Linked DNA regions of Sus scrofa: regions 1 and 2 are each linked to region 3. The links are chromatin contacts, called in public Hi-C and HiChIP or PLAC-seq maps. All regions are on one chromosome and are shown on one strand. The core of a region is the stretch at or near the end of the contact, and the rest is flanking DNA. Distances in the headings are between cores, read along the strand shown. Region 1 holds the start of BABAM1 (BRISC and BRCA1-A complex member 1). Region 2 holds the start of GTPBP3 (tRNA modification GTPase GTPBP3, mitochondrial). Region 3 holds the start of MYO9B (unconventional myosin-IXb).

The links. Hi-C and Micro-C count contacts between places; a contact is called where the count stands out from the background. HiChIP or PLAC-seq counts read pairs in DNA pulled down with a chosen protein or histone mark.
Region 1: a contact with region 3 is called in an H3K27ac HiChIP or PLAC-seq map of alveolar macrophages. The contact joins the promoter of BABAM1 here to the promoter of MYO9B in region 3. A contact is called at or near these places in 1 of 5 promoter capture datasets (liver), 3 of 47 Hi-C or Micro-C datasets (alveolar macrophages, heart right ventricle and skeletal muscle) and 1 of 2 datasets of contacts at active chromatin or transcription factors (alveolar macrophages).
Region 2: a Hi-C map of liver shows a contact between it and region 3, with 7 times the contacts expected there. The contact joins the promoter of GTPBP3 here to the promoter of MYO9B in region 3. A contact is called at or near these places in 1 of 5 promoter capture datasets (liver), 3 of 47 Hi-C or Micro-C datasets (heart right ventricle, liver and skeletal muscle) and 1 of 2 datasets of contacts at active chromatin or transcription factors (alveolar macrophages).

Annotation. Positions count from the first base shown.
Region 1 is chr2:60,406,352-60,409,051 of Sscrofa11.1, forward strand. It overlaps BABAM1 (BRISC and BRCA1-A complex member 1), which reads right to left and starts at 1,391. Exons shown (of 9, transcript XM_021083571.1): 1 at 1,142-1,391; 2 at 1-265. The coding sequence starts at 214.
Region 2 is chr2:60,354,004-60,356,703 of Sscrofa11.1, forward strand. GTPBP3 (tRNA modification GTPase GTPBP3, mitochondrial) reads right to left here and starts at 1,400. Exons shown (of 8, transcript XM_021083561.1): 1 at 1,249-1,400; 2 at 656-909; 3 at 163-545; 4 at 1-13. The coding sequence starts at 1,301.
Region 3 is chr2:60,566,196-60,568,895 of Sscrofa11.1, forward strand. MYO9B (unconventional myosin-IXb) reads right to left here and starts at 1,284. Exons shown (of 42, transcript XM_021083575.1): 1 at 1,182-1,284. HAUS8 (HAUS augmin-like complex subunit 8) reads left to right here and starts at 1,380. Exons shown (of 11, transcript XM_021083576.1): 1 at 1,380-1,648. The coding sequence starts at 1,620.

The DNA of each region.
Region 1 (2,700 bases), core at 141-2,640, 160 kb before region 3:
CGGCTCCTGGGGGGTTGAGGGTCCCATCATCAGCACTGGCTGCTTCACCTTCACCCTCACTGCGGCTGCCCACACTGGCCTGGGCCCCCAGTGCCCGGTCCTCAGCCCCCTCAGGGTTGGAGCGAGTGCGGGGCCTGGGCTCAGCAGACTGCTCCTCTTCCTCTTCCTCCTCCTCCTCCTCCTCAGTGGGACTGCTGGGCTCCACCACCTCCATGGCTCCTGAGTGGCTAGATGGAGTAGGGATGGGAGAAGCCAGGATTCTTCCCTGAAGGGTTTTAAAAGCATTTAGTTACTGGGCAGGAGAACAAGGCATGAGTTGCCTACTGACAGTAAGAGTCACTCCTCCCAGGGTCTTAGTTTCCCCATCTATGGGATGGACACCTTTTACACTTAGTGCAGCATCCACTCTGACTCAAGGTAACAGTCTATTTTTTCCTGTAGGGCTAACCCAACCCCTCCCTATTTTGTCCAGTGAGCACACCTGACCACTGTGAATGGCTCAGAGATGGGGATATGACCCAATGTAGGCCAGTGAGGGGTCGCTCTGAAACTTGCAAAAGTGCTGTTAGAAAAGGGGAACTCATCAGAGTTGCAGAGATGGGAGGTTACAAGTAGAGAGCTGGTAGAAGCTTCTAAGATGGGAAAGAGAGCCTGAAGAGATGCTCACCCAGTAAACAACAAATAGACTTCTGAGCACCTAGATCCATCTATAACTAAATTCTTTTTCTTGCTTAAGCCAGATTGAGTTGGTTTTTTTGTTACCTGAAACTGAAAATGTCCTGGTGAAGAAAGGAATAATAACTTCTAGGGTTCTCCCTACTGGGCGCTGGCTGCCTAGGGAGGGGAACAGATCTGTGTGCTACAATTTCCTCTGAGGAAAAACAGGAGGCCAGTGGAGCGGGCTGCCTAACTGCGCAATGGGTGCGGGCTGCTGGGGATGATCTCTGAGCGCCTTGCAGCCCCCACAATCTCTAAGGAAAACAAAGCTTAGCTGCAGCAAGAGGGATGAAGGCTAGACTGCAGGAGAAACCAGAACGGAAGGCGGAAGCCTCAAGGCAGGCGAGGGGCTAAAACTTTTGCGGCTAGGGACGTTAGGCCTCTGGAGACGAATCCCACAAGCATTCACCACCCAACTTCTCACCGTAGCCTGAACCTCCTTCCAACCCGGCTGTCGACTCGCTAGGAAGCCGCCATCTTTAGCAGCCGGAAGTGGTATGGCGCGGCCGCCACATCTCCTGGGAAATGTAGTTCATCAGGCCTCAAGCCGCGCGGAGATGTGAATGGGATGAAGCCGGAGAGTCTTGGATGCTGATAGGCTGGGACTGTGCTAGGCGGTGGGGTTTGGATTGCGATAAACTGGAGTGGAGCCGAGTGGAGAGGGATCTGGAAAGTGATTGGCTAAAGAGAGATGAGGAGGAACTTTTCATGTTTCTGACTGATTCCCACTGCGCTGGTCAATGCTTCTACCCTGATAGGCTGGAACGAGGCAGAGGGGAGTAGGACTTTTAGTGGGATTGGGTTCGAAAAATGGAGGAGTCCGAGCTGGCAGCGTAATTAAATGGAGTGGAACAGTTGGGCAGAGTTCAGAAGGGGCGGGCTGGTTGGTGATTGATGAAGTTGACCGCACCTCAGTGAGGGATTTTTTTTTTTTTGCCGCGGAGGTAGGCGTGGTCTAGATCCCAAGGCCCCGCCCAATTATTTAATTCTCCTTATTTTACATACATCTGCAGAAATTAAAAAACACTAAGCCAGGAGTTCCCCTCGTGGCACAGTGGTTAACGAATCTGACTAGGAACCATGAGGTTGCAGGTTCGATCCCTGCCCTTGGTCAGTGGGTTAACGATCCGGCGTTGCCGTGAGCTGTGGTGTAGGTTGCAGACGCGGCTCGGATACCGCGTTGCTGTGGCTCTGGCGTAGGCTACAGCTCCGATTCCACCCCTAGCCTGGGAACCTCCATATGCCGCGGGAACGGCTCAAGAAATGGCAAAAAGACCAAAAACAAAAACAAAAAACAAAAAACCAACAACACTAAGCCAGAACTATTTCAAACTACTCTTCCTTCTTCATGCGGAATTTACTCTTCAGCCCCATAACTATTTTATTTTATTTTGCTTTTTAGAGCAGCACCTACAGCATATGGAAGTTCCCAGGCTGCGGGTCTAATGCGAGCTGCAGCTGCCAGCCTAACCACAGCCACAGCAACTTGACATCTGAGCCGCATCTGCAACCTACACCACAGCTCATCGCAATGCCAAATCCTTAACCACTGAGCTAGTCCAGAAATCGAACCCGCACCCTCTTGAATACCACTGGGGTTTGTTACCACTGAGCCACACAGGAACTCCACCATAACCACTTTAAAGCTGAGCCTCAGTTTCTTTATTTGTAAAAGCCTACCCAAATCAGCCAGGCTCTGGTTCAGTGGTAGCCCAGAGGGGCTATCACTGCTTTGAAAATGGAGAATTTGTTGGAAAAAAAAACAAGAAGAGGGAGGTCATTCTCGGCAGAAAGAACTGCCTGGGCAAAGGTCTGGAGACTTTGAGGAGCCTTGGAGGGCTGGAGCCTCTCACAGGTTAATATGGCCAGAGCAGAGGGTTAGAGAGAGAATTTCATTGCCCCTGGGTACACACCCCTAATATCAGAGAATTTCAACTTCTCTCCTTGTGTCTCTGGGGACACAGAAGCAGGAAGACTCAGCCT
Region 2 (2,700 bases), core at 150-2,649, 210 kb before region 3:
CATGGGCCAGAGCCTGAAAGAGGTGAGTTTGGGTAGTGTGATCACCCAGGAACCCACCCCCCAGTGTGCCCAGGTCTGGCCCGGCCCAAGGTGCCCGACTGGGCTCACAGGAAGCTCTCATGCAGGTTAGACAGGCAAGTGATGAGCAAATGGTGTACTTGCCCTAGTGAGGGTCTCTGCCCAGCCTTGGCAGAGGTGGCCCAGCTCCCCGTCCAGCTGCCTCAAGGCCTGCCGCCGCTGCGCCTCAGTTTCTGCATGGATCAGATCTGCCAGCCCCTCTACCTCAGTCAGGCTCAGCTTCCCATGGGCGAATGCCCTCCTGGTGAACTCGCCTGCCTCTGCTGGCCGCAGCCCTGGCACACTGCCTGCAGGAAGGTTCAGGGTCCTAAGCCCCTTTTGGTTCCTATCCAGGCCCACTGGTATATAGCCACACCTTAAACCCAAGGCTGCAGACTCACCCAGGGCCTGCAGGACACCACTCACCACAGCTGGGCCTCCATGCACATGGAACTCCGCGCAATCCTCACCGGTGAAACTCTGGGGACCTAGTATGGTGAGGAGATAGGTGTCAGGAGGATACCACCTGGGTAAAAGTCCGGAAGGAGGAAGTTGGGTCATAGAAGCTATATGAGGTTGCAGATCTGAAGTCCCTCACCTGGAAACCAAAGCACCAGCGCGCGGTCCAAAGGCTCCCCAGAGCAGGGGTCGCTGAGGAGGCGCAGGCAGGCTTTGCGGGCCGGGGGTAAGTCCCGGGGCGCCGTAAGGCTCCGGAGGGCGTGCCCGCTGGCTGGGCCGCTGGTTCTAATGACAGCGATGCCGCAGCGGCCTTGGCCAGAGCTCAGTGCGAAGATAGTGGACCCGGGACCCAGGGCCGGGGCGCCACTGCTCTGGCGCGGGCACGGCCTGGAACTGGAAGAGGAGGAGAGTCAGTGTTCTGAGAAACTCTGCCGCCAGAGTGGCAGGTGGATCGAAGGCTAGATGGTCAGGAGATGCCCCAAGTGTAAGTTCTGCGGCCGGGGGGATGAAAAGATTGGAAGGTTTGAGGCCGTAAGATGACTGAATAGAGATGTCTGAGAGAAGTTGATCCACATGTGGGCTCTGCGGCAGGGGGATGGACAGAGCCTTGGAAGAAGACCAAAAATACGGCTCTGCCAAAGGGAACTGGACCTCCAGATCCTAGGGAGAGGATCTGGGCCCCAAGCAGCGCCCTACGCCGTCACACCCCCTCCCCCAAGTGAGAAGCCCCACCTGAGAGGCCCACGTGCCGCCCGGGCTACCAGGGTCCATAGTACCCGCCACATGGATTCACAATCAGCGACCAGCCTTGGCAGCGCCCAGCCGGGGCTAGCCCCGCCCACCTCGCGGCGTGATCCGTAAAGGGCTCAACAATTCTCGGTTACCATTGGGCCCCGTAGAAGACGTACCGCCCACCCACTGAAGATCTTAGCTTCTATTGGCTGATTCCAGGAAAGGACAGGGTGCTAGCACTCCGGGTGCAGCTAAATGGTGTTCCCCCTGCAACATTAGACAGAATTTTTGGGATCCTAGAGCAGCAGGGATCTGAGATACCGGAAAAGAGGGTGGGGGTAAGAACAGGGCTTGGCTTAGGGCGGTGGGAATTATGGAGAAGAAAGGATTTGAGTCCCGTTTGGCCACTACATAGCCTTAGGCGAAGCAAGAGCATCTCAGTGACCGGGAGAGAATTCCGGGGAACCTATGCACTGACCCTGGGAAAATCTTGTCCATACTTCTGGGAAGATTTCTAGTTTTCTCGGAACTCTACAGTTCTCACCCCTCCCTAGATTTCCTCCCGCTGTCTCCATGGCCTCGTATACCCTTCTTCCTCTGACAAGCTCAGCCTCAGTGCCTAGCTCCAAGGTCCCCTTTGCCAGGAAGCTTCCCTAGAACCCCCAGCACAGTCCTCTCGCCCCTCTGGGCTACTCTGGCCCAGGTCTGCTGCTGCAGAGTTGAGTGTTCGGTTGGTCTATGGCTCCCCGAAAGCCAGAGGGGAGTCTCAGAGATTACTTTCAGGTTAACCCAGGACAGCGGCGGCTGATGGAATAAAGCGCAGATGGTGGAATTCCAGGCACCGGACGGGTGGGATCTCAGCAGGACGCTTTCGCACGACTAATTCTCTGGTTCTAGGACGGAGCGGGAGGGCGGCGCTCATATACTTTGGGAAGACGAACAGGATACAGGTCTAAAGACCCCATGCCTCGCTCTGCTCAATTTTTTCATTTGTAAAGAAGGGCAAACGATGACATTCGCCGTCTCCGAGTTCTGTCTGTCGAAAGTATACATCAAGTGCCTACTGTGTGAGAACAGAATTTGCCTGGGACTCTGCGCGCGCTGGCTTTTCAGTCTAATGGAGGAGGCCATTCAGGGTGGTCGGGAGGTCCAAGTGACAGGCAAAATACAGGGCACTCAGTTAAATGTGAATTTCAGATAAACAATGAGTAACGTTTTAGTGTAACTATATCCCATGCAATACTTGGGACATACTGAAAATTTATTCATTTATCCGAAATTCACATTTAACTAGGAGGACTGTAATATTATTATTGTTGTTGTTGCTTTTTAGGGCCGCACCCGCGGCATATGGAGATTCCTGGGCTAGGTGTCGAATCGGAGTTACAGCTGCCAGGCTATGCCACACCCACAGCAACGCCAGATCCAAGCCACCTCTGCGACCTACATCAC
Region 3 (2,700 bases), core at 34-2,533:
ACCAGCTCCCACCTCAGACAAAGAGGTACAGGAGAGGCTTTCCCTTAAAGACCCCTGGCCTACAGGGCGCCTGCTGGCTGCTATGCCTCTCCCAGGCTGAGCAAGCTCAGAGCCGCTGGGGGACAGATTTCCTGTATGTCGTTTTACCCATTTAAGTCCAAGGATGCAACTCGGAGGAGGTGGTGACAGCTTAGCACATGCGGGTTCTGTGCACACCCACCCCCCTCCCCGCTGAAACCCAGTTCCGGTCCCATAGCGGGCCCAATAGCACCTTCCTTGCTCTCTAGAACCCCCGGGCTCTGGCCAGCCCTGTCTTAGGAGGAGAGTGTTGGGTTTTCAAGTCCTGAATACCACCCAGAAGGCGCTGGGACTAGCCTGGCTCACCCAGCAGTTGGGGGCAAAGTCAGGAATAAGATGAATCAAGAGGGGGACAGGAAGGCCCTCGAATCTCCATGGGCTGCACCCCAACATCGGAACCGGGCCACTTTAGTCCTTTCATTTCCTTTAGTCTTTTCCTTCCTCCCCTCCTCCCCAGGCGCTCCCTGGACCGGACCTCAGCTGTTTCTTGCCTTGACTTCTACCCCCGCTTCTGCCTCTCCTCCCCTCCCCCATTTCTCCTCTTACCAATTCGGCCAGCCACCGTACCACTGGGTTCAGAACCCCTCGCGTTTATTGAGCAACCACTGAGTCCTAGGCACTGCCCTCCCTCAGGCACTATTCCTCTACCTCTTCAACCGCAGGAAGACGCCCCCAGGCCGTCCTGCACCCCTTCCCTCCCAATCGCACCCCGACTGTTCCCCCAGCGGCCTCGCTCCTCTCAACCCCCAGCTTGGGCCTCTCAACCCCGCCTCTTTGCCTCTCCCCCTCCCAGCCCCATTTCCTGCGACCCTCCAACTACCACTTAAGCCACGTCCTCCACAGAGAAGCTGCTCAAAGCCACAAGATCTGCCTCCACACCCGCCCAAAAACTCCTTCACCAGACTCATCACATCAACTTTCCTTCATCCTCCCATTCCCACTCCGTCTCCTGCAAACCCTCCGCGACACCCACGCTCGTTCCCGCCCCCTAGACCCCTGCCTTCGCGCCCCCCCAATAACCCTCAGATCCGTCCCTCCACAAGGCAGCCCGCCGATGAGAGCTTCAAGATCGAACACTCAACCCGCGGCCGCCCGGCACTCACCTGGGCCTCGGCCGCCGCGCGCCGCCGGTCCCGGGCCGGATCCCCGCCCGGCAGCCAGCCCGCTGCTCCTCGGGCCGCTCCGCCCCGCCGCGCCCGCGGCTCCCCCGCGCGCTCCCGCTTCCGGGTTCCGGAGGGGCGGGGTCCGGGGGGCGTGACGCCAGCGCGCTAGGGGGCGGGGACCCCTAAACCACGCCCATCACTTCCGACCCGGCCCCTGCCACCGGCCCATGCCACCGCCCCCTGCCACTGGTGGGCGAAACCAAGTGTGAGGGGAAGGCAGAGAGGCGCACGCGGAGGAGTCGCCCGCTCTGCCTACAGCCACACTCATCACGGCCCGCGGCAACCCCTCCTGAGGCGTCTCAATGTGGCCTGGTCGAGGTGGGGGCGGGGGCGCGGGCGCGGACTTGAAGAGCAGGCCTTTGAGTTGAAGGCGGGAAAATGGCGGATACCTCGGGGCGTGGCGCTGGGTGAGTTGAGATGCTGCGGGTCTGGATTTGTGGGTGCCAGTGGAGGGCCATGGTCGAGCGCTAGGGACAGAAGGGCAGCAGAGTTGGGGAGCGAGGGTCCTCGGGGAGAGTCCGGATCTGACCCGTCCGAGAACCATGGAGGATGCGTAGGTTCTGGGAGGTGGGATGCAGCCCATGCGCATGCCCTGCAGCGTGGGCTCAGGACCAGAGGTTGAGTTCGAGTCCCTGGTCAAGCCTGCTAGATCCTGGGTCATCTCTGGCGAGTGGCTTAAACTTCTTTGCCTCGCTTTCCTCCGCGGGCTGATGACGCTACCGCTCAACCTTGTAGGCTTAGTGGGTGGTTTCAAAGCGTTTAAAACAGTGACTGGACCCTAAAAGTGGTCCTTTGTTATTACAATTATCATTTTGCAGTGGACAAAGGAGATGATGGAGTTTTAGGGAGGGAAGGTCATTTGCTCAGGCCCACACAGCAAGAGCAAGGGTTAGGGTTAGGTAACATTTCCCTGGTGCCAGGCATGATTCCTGGGCTGTGTTTATTTGTTCATTCCACAATGTCTTTTGTGCCTGTGTGAATTAAAATTGAGTAGGCCATGTGAAATCACTTTTGTTTCCTCCACCTGATCTCGGAGAGACAGGAGTGACTAATGACTTGAAGTTAGATCTTAACTGCTCAGGAATTGAACTTGGGCAGCCTGGGTGAAAATCAGGAATCCTAGCCCCTAGACCAGCTGGATGCTAGAAGCAAAATCGCCCTAATTCTTGAATCGATTGAAAGCAAGAATATTTCAAGGAGGCAAAGCCTGAAAAAACAGGCACAAAGTTTATATGACCTGTATAAACCTACAGTCCTTGTCTGGAAAATGAAGATAAAGCAGGTCAACTGTTAGGTATTTTTAGGGTTGGGAGGATTCCAAGGAAGGAGCAGAGCAGGTGGCACCCAGCCAGCATTTGTTAAAGTTGCTTCTCCCTGCTGTGCCTGGAGGCGTCCCCCACCATGGCCTGGGTCTCACTTTGGTGTCCCCAGAGCCTACTACACAGAAGGAGGCTGCAGT